2 separate regions of the Mus musculus genome follow, and region 1 is linked to region 2. A link is a contact called in public HiChIP or PLAC-seq data. All regions are on one chromosome and are shown on one strand. Each heading gives the region's core, a stretch centred on a gene start, on an enhancer-like site or on the middle of the called end of the contact. The rest is flanking DNA. Distances are from core to core; before and after follow the strand shown.

Region 1 (5,449 bases), core at 1,196-3,695, 300 kb after region 2:
ATGTCTTTTTTGGGGCCAGCCATGGCCTTACAAAGGCAGTGAGGAGTTTGCAACAGTAGGAAGCAAGTTAACCTTGCTGCTTTTGTGAAAGTTGATGTGAGAAATGTCAAGGCCTTGAAACCTCATTTAGTGGCATTTTTTTTAATTTATTTTTTATTTTTAATTTTTTTCTAGAAAACAACTGAGAGTGGAAATAAAAAGTAGTTTTTCATGGTCATATTCCCAAGATCAATTTACTTCCTATACTAGGTCCTGGGTTCCTTTTGCTTTTGCCTTTGGAAACAATCTGTTCTTTTCCAAATTATAATAGTATTGAGTTCAAGAAAATGGGCTTACCAGCATGTTTTTGTTTTTAAAAATATAGGGGAAAAATGAGAAAATAGATGGTAAGAGCTCCCTACCCTGAGGGATAATTCTATTTTAATGTTGGTGAATTTCCTTCAGGTTTTGTTCATACATAAATGTAAGTAAGTACCATTTTCTATGATGATTTAACATATCACTTATAAACGTCTCCTATCATCTCACTCCTATCATTATGTGAGAGCAGTTTCCATCTCATCTGTACTTCAAAGATACTAAGTGGCAACAAACCGCACAATGCTATGGTTGTTTAATAACCATTTTATGACTATATTGCTGAATATTTTTATTATTGTTCTCCCTATTCTAGTTGCATTTCAATGAATAGCTTTGCATGTGATTTTCAAAAGCTAATATATATTTTATCATTTGATCACTTCATATATATGTATAGAATGGGATAAAATCATATACACTCCTGCTTATCTCTCTAGTCTGTTCTACATTCCACCAACAACCCCTTCTTTAATTTCATATCTTTTTTTTTGATAACTGATTAATGCCAATTAATGCTGCCCATACGTGGATGGGGTGGACGAGGTGGACGGGTGTGTGACTGTCCACTGGCATGCCGTAACCTACAGGTGGTCACACCCTCAGAGGAGAATGATTTTCCCTTCCCAGCAGCTATCTGCTGCAGATAGCTTTGTACTAAGGGGCAGAGCCTGGAGATGGTCTCCCTCATTTCCTGCACTTCAGCTGTCTTGATCTTGTGCAGGGAGGGACCCAGAACTGTGTGGATTCATGTGTGCGATAGCCCCGCTGTTTCTAACGAGCAGGGACAGTATTTCACAGCACTCCTTTCCACCCTCCAGCTCCAGCTTTTACATCCATTCTGCCTCCTTTTTTAGAATGTTCTGAAAGCCATGGCGGGGTGGGGGGGGGTGTTAATAAAGATGTTCTACTTAGGGATGAGCTCTTAGTCTCCTCTTCTCAACTTTTTTGATCAGTTATTTGAATACAGTTTTTGCCTTCAGATACACTTCCACAGTTGCTTGTAGATACACACACGCACACGCACCCACCCACCCACAGAGAGAGAGAGAGAGAGACAGGCAGAGAGGAGAGAGAGAGAGAGAGAGAGAGAGAGAGAGAGAGAGAGAGAGAGAGGGAGAGAGAGAGGGAGGGAGAGAGAGAGGGAGAGAGAGAGAATAATCTTGGTTGCCAACTTAATAAGACTTGGAATCACTATGAAAATGAACCTCTGGGCATGCATATGAGGGATTTTCTAGAATAGGTTAAATGAAGTGGGAGAAACTACCCTGAAGAGGGGTGTTACCATTCATGGACTGTGGCCCTAGACTGGATAGAAGAGAAGTAACTTCAGTACAGACATTCAACTCTCTTTCCTTCCTGAGTGTGGACACAGTGTGACCATCTGTCCTAAGCTCCTGCTACCTTAGCTTCCTTGCAAGTTATGGCTCAAAATAACCCATCCCCTCCATTCCCTCCCTAGTTGCTTTTGTCAGATATTTGTATCACACCAGTGAAAATACACACACACACACACACACACACACACACACACACACACACACACACACACATACACACACACTTTGAAGTACAAGAAATTGAATGCAGAGGATTCTACCACTGAGTACAGTCCCAGGCATTCTTTCATTTTTATTTTGAGTCAGAGCCTCATTACGTTTCCCAGGCTACGTATGAACTCTATAGTCCAGGCAGGTCCTGAATTTGTGATCATCCTGCCCCAGTTTCCAGAGTAGCTGGGATAACAAGCACCTGCCATTATCAAGCTTGGCTTTGAGGGTATTCTTAATAGATTGGTATTGTGTTATATAAATAATGAGGCCTAGATGTTCCAGACTGGAGCAACATGTTACAAAGGAATATCTGAACCTTCCCTATAGAAGTACAATAAGCTTAACCCTGAATAAAACTAAAGTATTAAAACAGTGTTCATTATCATGGTGACACGTGGGCCTTTTAGCTAATGACACTGGTCCAGACCAAATGGCTACTCTCAGTTCTATCCTGAAGCTTCACATTCCAAAACACCATGTGGACTCAGTGACAAGGATGGACAGAATTCCTGAGCAAGTTACTTTCTGATCAGTCAGACGGGTATTTTTAGCTGGCTTCTTCGTGGCAGGCTTGAGAAAACTATGTAGGGGAATTTTTCTCTTTACAATAGGGAGCTACCTTGATTTCATCATCATAGGAGCAATTGCTCAGTTACATATTAAAACCTTTGGTCTGCTGAATAAATATACTGAATACCCCGAGGCTCACTGGAAAGTACGGGAATGGCAGACTGCCTTCTCTTCTTCACTCAGCTCTTTTCTTCTTGTTCTTCCATTTCTCTGGCAAACTATTTACTTGATTGGACAAGCACGTGGCAGATCTACATCACGGGGCATGCTCTTCTTGTGTTGGGGGGAGTAGGTTGGGGGCAGGGAATTAAAAGTTACTAGCCATTAGTGAGTTTGCACTAGGGCATATCACAACAGAGTGAGTACTGGGTCCTGTGGCTGACTGAAGAGGCTACTTAGCGAGTCTTAGTTGTTTCCATTGCCCTTAGCAAAGTCATTCACTTCCCAAGATTCCTAAGTGTACAGGAAAACAGGTCCATTTTCCAGGGAATTTCTGGAAGGAATTTTGCTGTACCAAAAGCTATTGAGTGTACATACACACACACACACACACACACACACACACACACACACACACACACCATACCACATTGTGTGTGTGAGACTTCACAATTCCATATAAGAAAATAGTTAGGATTAGGTAAAACAAACAAACAAACAAACACAAAAATGATACAAAATGTTTTTCACAGTACAAGTGATTGTAAATGAACAACTTGTAACAACAAAGGAAAATAAATCATAAATGAACAAGAAATGGAAAATGTAAATGATGGCAAATGGTGACATATAATGCTCATTTATTAATATGAGCTAATGGTTAGGCTCTTAGCCTCAAATGAAAAAGAGGCACTTTGTGGTGCATGTAATTTATGCTAAACATGTGAATAGCAATCAGTCTGAAAGTAATCTAATATTTAGTTATCACTCTCTGAATGGTGAGCACATGATTCTCTTTTTGCTGTATTGATACATTTCAACAGGGTGTGCACCATAGCAATTTACTCATTGTAGTGTATGTGAGGTGTGTATTGGCTTGCCTATTTGGTAGTCACCTGCTAGTCAGAGGACAGCTTTCTTTACACTGTGTGTCCCAGAGCACAAACACATGTTGTCAGGCTTGTGTGGCAAACATTTACACCCACTGATCCATCTTGATAGCCCTATGGTAATTTTTAAATTGTAAAATAAACTAAAACAAAACAAAACAAAACCCTAATTTTTTTCTGTATTATGTTTTATAGACTCTTTAAAGCTCCTACCAAAAAGATAGTAGGCGATTTATGTATTCACCTTCACAAACATGTTCTCTTTTGTGGTAAAAAATCTTGTGAGGGAAGGATAGATTGTTTAACCTCTACAATTAAGACACTATTTAAAAGTTCAGGAGACAGATGTCTCTGAGGGCTACAAATGCATAGTTCTTACATTCTTAGGCAACCCTCCAACTCAAAGGCACCATTTTCAATGTTCCTTCTCCTCTCCTCGAATGCTTCTCAGTGCATTCCTTAAATGCTGGAAGCTTTCATCTGCCAATTAACTCCAACACCAACACTGTTGGAAAGCACTTGTTGTATTTTCCCACCGAGTATTATATATTTGAAAGGAAGTCAACTAAAGCCAGATGGATAGTCCTTCATCAAGAAAAGTCTTTGGAAGAAGATACAATGGATGCTTCAGAATACTTAAATAAAAAAGTTTAATTTTAGTGTGATGAATGAATGTTATGTGTGGTTGCAGACGTGAAAAATCAAGACAATTTTTGTGACACCAAAAAAATAATAATAATTTGATGGTGTCTTAGAGTTCTGTTCATATTCACAGACACTCAGCATCAGGTTTTTAGAAGACTCCATATTGTCATTCAGTCTGGGTTTCAGTGGCTAAGCCTTGGTTGAGACGGTCAAGTTTGAGGAGCTCAGTGACTGTCTGGACAGAGCAAGGCAGAGTTGGTTTGAAAATGGTAGTATTTAAGAACACCACCATATTCGAAAAGACATGAGGATCTAAGCAAGCAAGCAAGCAAACAAACAAACAAACTTCTGAAAGAACACATTCACTTTGGTAGAGCAGAACTTATGATTACTGAAAAGAAAAATGTAGCCACAGGAAGTGGCCTTGCTGGGTTATGCAAATCATTTTACAGCAGTAAGGGAGGCTTCTTGGCTTCAGAATTCACAGTGGGAAATTCCTACAGAAACTTTTAAGCTCTCATTACAGCTCCATTAACAATGAGAATCCTATTACAGGGAAGGGTTGTTGGAGAGCAGCCAAATCCCCAGCTTCCTCAAGCAGTTGAAGTGGTGATCAGAAATCATCAGGAGCGATCGCTTTTATAACATCCAAGAACAAATCATTTTGACCACAAGACATTGAACTTGAACACAAAATGAAAGCATAATGATAGGTTTTTAATAACGTGGGCAGCTTTTGCTGTGTAGAGAATTTTGCACCATTTACCTATAAAAGCACTCTACCCCCACTTAATTTCTTTTTCTATAGAAATGTCACATTTCACTCCTGAGATCAAAGGCAGGAGAAAGGTGGTGAATCCTTCATATCTGGGCAAAACTGGAGTCTAAAGACTGGTTTCTCCTTTAGTGTCTATCACTATTTTCTATTTCTTTTAAAGGTTTAGGTAGTAAACTGTGTGGTATTGACATGGAGAGCCCAGTGTATTCTGTTTAATTCCCTATTGAGAAGGATAAGTATTCTCTACAGCAATTCCACATTGTGTCTAATTAATTGTTAATGGTCTTCAAAATTGAGTCGCCTTTCAGCTGTGCCTGAGCACTGATGACCAAAATGAATGATGAGTTGGCATTTGTGGGGAAAGGAAACTTTCTTTGGCAGTTACTTGCAAAATTTAGTGTGTACGTATGTGTGTGTGTGTGTGTGTGTGTGTGTGTGTGTGTGTGTGTGTGTGTGTGTGTATGTGTGTGTGTGTGTGTGTTTCGAAATGTCTATGC
Region 2 (5,512 bases), core at 2,577-5,076:
GAACCCCCAAACACATATATCATACACTCACATTCATACAAACACATACATAAAAATCCACCAGGGTGGAAAGGTGGCTCAGTGGTTAAGTTTACACTGTTCTTTCAGAGGACCTGAGTTCAGTTCCCAGCACCTACATGAGGCAGCTCACAACTGCCTGTAAACTTGTTTTCGCATAGGTTTAAATGTACAGTGAAGATGCTCTGTTGTCCCTTTTCATCAGTCACCTGATTTCTACCAAAGGTGTCAACCATGCATAGCTAGGTCTCAAGTCCTTTTTAAAGATTGTCTCTAAATAAGTTAGGGAACAATGTTAAGTGAGCGTTCCACCCTCGAACTCAACAGTCAGCTCAGACTGGCCTTGAACTCACAATTCTCCCAGTGCCAGGATTACAGAGATGTCTGCGTCTTTGAGACCATCTTCCTGTTTAAATCCAAATGAATTCTTAAAAGCAATATATCAAATATACATCAGTTTGTACGAAGTGTATTAGCTTGTTAGGCCCAACGAAAGGAAAGCCCTGGTTCTGTAGGGATTTGCTGAAGATCAGTCTGACTAAGAGAACCATGTTTGCACTGTGATTCGGTTCTCTAGAGTCTGATACAGCATATTTCTTGTCCCTTACTGTCTAGTTCCTCTTCCATGAATCATATCAATTAGTCACTAGTCCTTTCCCTTTCACACTGAGAAGGGCCTCAGTCCTGAAAATGAGAGGACAGAGACCTTTGTATGCAAGATTTTTGCTTATGAAGACTCAAAAAAAAAAAAAAGTTGAAGATGCAACTGGACATATAGCACAATACAGTCAAGGACACATTGGGCAATCAAGACATTGGCTGGATCTAGGAAGACAACACATGTGTTCTGTTCCTGCAGCTAGGAGCTGACTGGACCCACAACAGCTTGTGAGATTTCCTAGATGTTTTTACAAAGAAAGGTATGGTGTAAAGCTGAGGCAGGAGGCGCTAGAGTTTAAGGCTAGTCTATACTACATAATGAACATATCAAATAAATGAGTAAGTAAATAAAAGTTCACCAAACAATGCAAAGTTTCTGCATTGAAAAATTGCTTTGATTAGTTTTACTAGCTTAGTGGAAACTAGACTGTGCAAATCTGACACCCTTGGGTGTCTGAGAGAAGAGTCTCATTCCTTTGGTAAGGGACCTGCCTTGGTTCATGAATAACAGTGTGTAATTTCTCATCTTGGCTTACAGAATGGGATCCACTCTTGTGTGCATGTCCCCTGCTGTGCTGGCAGCAGCTAACTGTTAACTTGGGGTCTAATGAACAATTAAAAGCTTTGAAAAAAAAAAAAAACAACTAACAACAACAAAACCAACTCAGCTTCCTAAATCTTAGTATGACACCCTCACTAATTTTTCAACTGCGTTTCACAGTTGAGCCATTTGTCTGAACACTTTATTTATAGGTTGACAATTCTTGGTAGCCTCAGGCAGCTTAGAGTGTCTTTTGTAACAGCAGGGACCCACCTCCTCCTTCAGCAAGCTGTTCTACTTGGAGGGCTTGTGGGAAGGGATGGGGAGCCCGTGTGTTTGGGCTTATGGACTCTGCAGGCTGTCTGGATTCTCTGTGGGAGACCGGTGCCTCTTGCCTGCTCCTTCCTTCCCATGAGGGGGTACATGAGCTTGCTAGGCAGATACTATTGAGCCCAAGGTATCGTGTTTAGAATTTTGCTGGGCAGGTATTATTGAGTCTGAAGATACTGCCTTTAGAGTTTTCCTGAAGTCCAGCCTATGAGGGCAAGAACTCCAAGCAACCACTCCTGATATTTACAGAGAAGACACAGTACAGAAAGGAAGGAGCTGTCGCTGGGACACAGATCGGTCCGTTACCCTATCTGCGTAGTTCCTTGGCCTGTGGGCACAGGTCTGCCATGCAGTGTCTGTGTGATCCTTGAAGTTTCCACATATGCTCGTTTGCTTCTGGTTATTCCAAGTTGGTTGTCTTTTGATCAGTTCTCCCACCCCTATAGGCAGGCCAAGTAAAAACCAATTCAATGACTCCTCTCTCAAGCCCATCGGAGAGAATGGGGATTTCCTAGAGTTTCATTTTTTTCCTATTGCTTCCCAGACACTGCAGGTCCTACTTCCTGTTGTCTTCTATAGAAGCTTCCCTCACCCCCATAGCTCAACAGTCATGTGACCTGCCCTTTCTCTCAATGCTCTCACCTGGATTAGTTTATCTTTTTTTAAAAGATCTATTTGTTTATTTATTTATTTGTTTGTTTATTTAATGTATATGGGTACACTGTAGCTGTACCGATGGTTGTGAGCCATCATGTGATTGCTAGGAATGAAGGTTGCTCGCTCCGGTCTGTCCCACTCACCCTGGTCAGAAGATTTATTTATTATTATATCTAAGTACACTGTAGCTGTCTTCAGATGCACCAGAAGAGGGCGTCAGATCTCATTACTGATGGTTGTGAGCCACCATGTGGTTGCTGGGATTTGAACTCAGGACCTCAGGAAGAGCAGTCAGTGCTCTTAACCACTGAGCCACCTTGCCAGCTCCTGGATTAATTTATCTTTACCATCTTTTATATGTGTCACTAACTACCCAACCCAGACTATGAATGGTCTGAGCTCCCTGAGCATAGAGATATCCGATTACTAAAACATGACCTCACTTGCAGGTATTAAAAATATTTATTAAAAGCTTAGGAAACCTCTACCTATGTGAGGCCCAGTGTCCACAACAACACTCTAGGTGGGGTTCATGACTCATCAAATAACTATGCTTTAGACTTACAGTTTTGTCAACTGATGACAGTTATGGGGAAATGGAAACTTGAGAAGCAGCTGAACTTTGAGAGGAGGCCGCCTTGACATTTGTAAGTAACCAGAGCCCAGTTCAAAGTGCTCAGAACTGAACTGAAGCAATGCATAGTCTCCTGGAGGGTCCAATTAACCAAGGGTCTTCCATTTAGTACACATTTGTTGGAATCCTCCTGCGTAGCAGAATCCATGGTGTGCTCAGGTGAAAAAAAAAATGTACAGGAGACACTCACCCCAGATGTGGGAAGCACTGTCTTATAGACTGAGACCCTAGACCAGATGCTGAAACAGAAAGCAATCTGAGAGTCAGGGACCATCTCTCTACTTCCTGACTGTAGATGAGGTGTGACCTGCCTCGCATTCCGCAGCTGTGACTTCCCTGCTGGGATAGACGGGCCCTCAAACCTCGAGCCAGAATAAACCCTTCCTTCCTTAAGGTGCTATTTTAGGTTTTTGTTTTGTTTTAATTCAAAACAATGAGAACATGGTATGTTTAGAGAGTCCTTTATAAGAGAATCCCCTAGTCTGTGGGCAGAAACAGGAAAGAGCAGTTTACCTTAGGAGATTTTAGTAGCCAAGGAAACAGTAAACCGCCAGGACTCGAAATAGGAATTTCAGAAAGTACTCAGTCCAGGAAGATGTCTCAACCAGGAGCTCATGGGAGGAACCGTGTGTTCAGCAGGCATGAGTGTCAAGACCCGAGCCAGAGGTGAGATAGCGTTAGGAAGAATTATCTGCCAAGCCTGAAGAAGCCCAGCACTGTCTGACTCAGAAGAGCCGGTGCCAGCAACAAGGAGAGGGAAGGAGCAAGCAGAGACAGGCGAAGCAAAGGAAGAAACGTTGCCACATGGCCACGACGCAGCCCAGGGAGGAAATGCTCGTGCAGGAGGAAGTCTCCTGTGCAAACTCGAGATGTGGTGGCCTACAGCTGGAATCCCAGCGTATGGCTTGGGAAGACCGATGGGAGGGTGCAGAGGTGAGAGGAATGTTTAAGCTCAGAAGTTTGAGACCAGCCTACAGCATAGTGAAACTCCATCTGTATAGGAAACCAAAGCCAACAGTCAGGCTCCAAAGATACGGCTCAGTGGTGAAGAGTGTGTACTGGTCTTCAAAGGTCTCGGCTTCAACTCTGAGCATCCGCAACAGATGCACCCAATGCTTGTAACTCAGATGCACAAACTGCCTGTAACTCCAGCCTTAAGGGTATTACCTTCTTCTGGTCTCCACAAAGTGCTCTCTCCCATGTACGCATCCACCACTCCCGCCATATGTATATACAAATACATTAAAATAAATCTGAAAAAAAAATCAGGTGTGAGCAAGGTAAACGGGGGTGGGAAGGAGGGGAAGGGAGGTTGTTGGCCTGCAGTCCATACCCCAGGGCCTGCATGGCGGAAGCATCCAGGTTTGTTGCCCCGGCTCCCATGGGGGGTCTGCCTTTGTCAAGCTTCACAGGAGCAAGTTTTACGCACTCGCGAGTACATGCTATGCAAGAAGCTGAGTTATGTCTTTGCTCCCTCTCACATCTACCCAGGCGAAATGGTTTTCAGAGTCAGTTGAGCTAGCACATCCATTATCTCACAGAGGCTAGAGCATGGTAGAAGGACCTATTGTCTGTCCCCTTAGCAAATGTTCTGTGTTGTCTTGGTCTGCTTTCTGACACTGTAACAAAATGTTTAAAGCTTGGGAATTTACTAAGAAAAGAGGTTCAGATCACTTTGTGGTGGTGGAGGCTGGGAAGTTCGATGTCAGAGGCTCGGCATCCACGGGGCTTCCGGTAAGAAGGGCCTTCCTCTTATGTCAGCAGTATGACACAGCAGAAAGCTTTGCACAAGGGTGACACAGCAAACATATTGGGTAGTGTTACACAAGTCACTCCTCCAATGATCCATTGACCCACAAACATGCTAATCCATTTAGGAGGGCAGACCTGATCAATCTGAGCAAATGCCCCCCATCTCCAGAAAGAACTAACATGAATTTGGGTGGTGAGGTTTCTCACACATGAAACATAAAGGTGAGTTGAGGTGATAATGTCAGTGCTAGAGTCCTTCCCTAACGTGCTCTGAGCTTGAATCACCGCAGAACAAGTTTATGTGTAAAGCATGTGTGTATTATGTGTATACACACATATGCATATATAAAAATGTCTATATAAAAATAGTCAAATCGTAATATATATCACTAACTCTAGTTATTTACTAGTTAATAAGTTGAAATCCTTACTTCAGGAACTCTGAGGAGATGGGGCAGGCGATTGAGACCGGGTTTCATATAGCCATAAATACATTGCATAGCTTAGGATGGCCTTGAACTCCTGATATTCCTGCCTCTATCTCCAAAGTGCTGGGATTACAGGCATGTGTCCCCAATGTCTAGCTTTGGTACAGTTTTGTTGTTGTTGTTGTTTCTTTTGCTTTTGTTTTCAAAACGAGTTTCTCTGTGTAGTCCTGGCTGTCCTGAAACTCCTCTGAAGATGAGGCCGGTCTCGAACTCAGAGATACACCTGCCTCTGCCTCCTGAGAGCTGGAATTAAAGGCATAGACCACCATTACCCCATGGTAGGGTTTTGTTGTTGTTGTTTAGACAAGTAAGTAATTAAAGTCATCTGGTGAGATCGGATCCCATAGACTTTGCACTTTATAAAAAGAGATTAGTGGGCTGGGGGTGTAGCTTAGTGTTGGAGTACTTGTTTGGTAGGCAGGGGGACCTGGA

Evidence for each region. HiChIP or PLAC-seq counts read pairs in DNA pulled down with a chosen protein or histone mark.
Region 1: an H3K27ac HiChIP or PLAC-seq map of embryonic fibroblasts shows a contact between it and region 2, with 3 times the contacts expected there. The contact joins two enhancer-like sites. A contact is called at or near these places in 17 of 484 Hi-C or Micro-C datasets (B cells, the C10 cell line, CD4 T cells and 13 more) and 3 of 115 datasets of contacts at active chromatin or transcription factors (bone marrow-derived dendritic cells, embryonic fibroblasts and pancreatic cancer cells).

What each region holds. Positions count from the first base shown.
Region 1 is chr1:83,097,381-83,102,829 of GRCm38.p6, forward strand. No RefSeq gene overlaps it. Among named protein-coding and RNA genes, the nearest start is that of Ccl20, 17 kb to the right of the region's middle. Within about 2 kb of position 2,446, at least 20 of the 459 cell types and tissues checked have an H3K27ac peak or open chromatin away from gene starts, as enhancers often do. A contact at or near this core is called in embryonic fibroblasts and pancreatic cancer cells, where this site is marked.
Region 2 is chr1:82,792,670-82,798,181 of GRCm38.p6, forward strand. No RefSeq gene overlaps it. Among named protein-coding and RNA genes, the nearest start is that of Gm34286, 14 kb to the right of the region's middle. Within about 2 kb of position 3,827, at least 112 of the 459 cell types and tissues checked have an H3K27ac peak or open chromatin away from gene starts, as enhancers often do. A contact at or near this core is called in embryonic fibroblasts and pancreatic cancer cells, where this site is marked.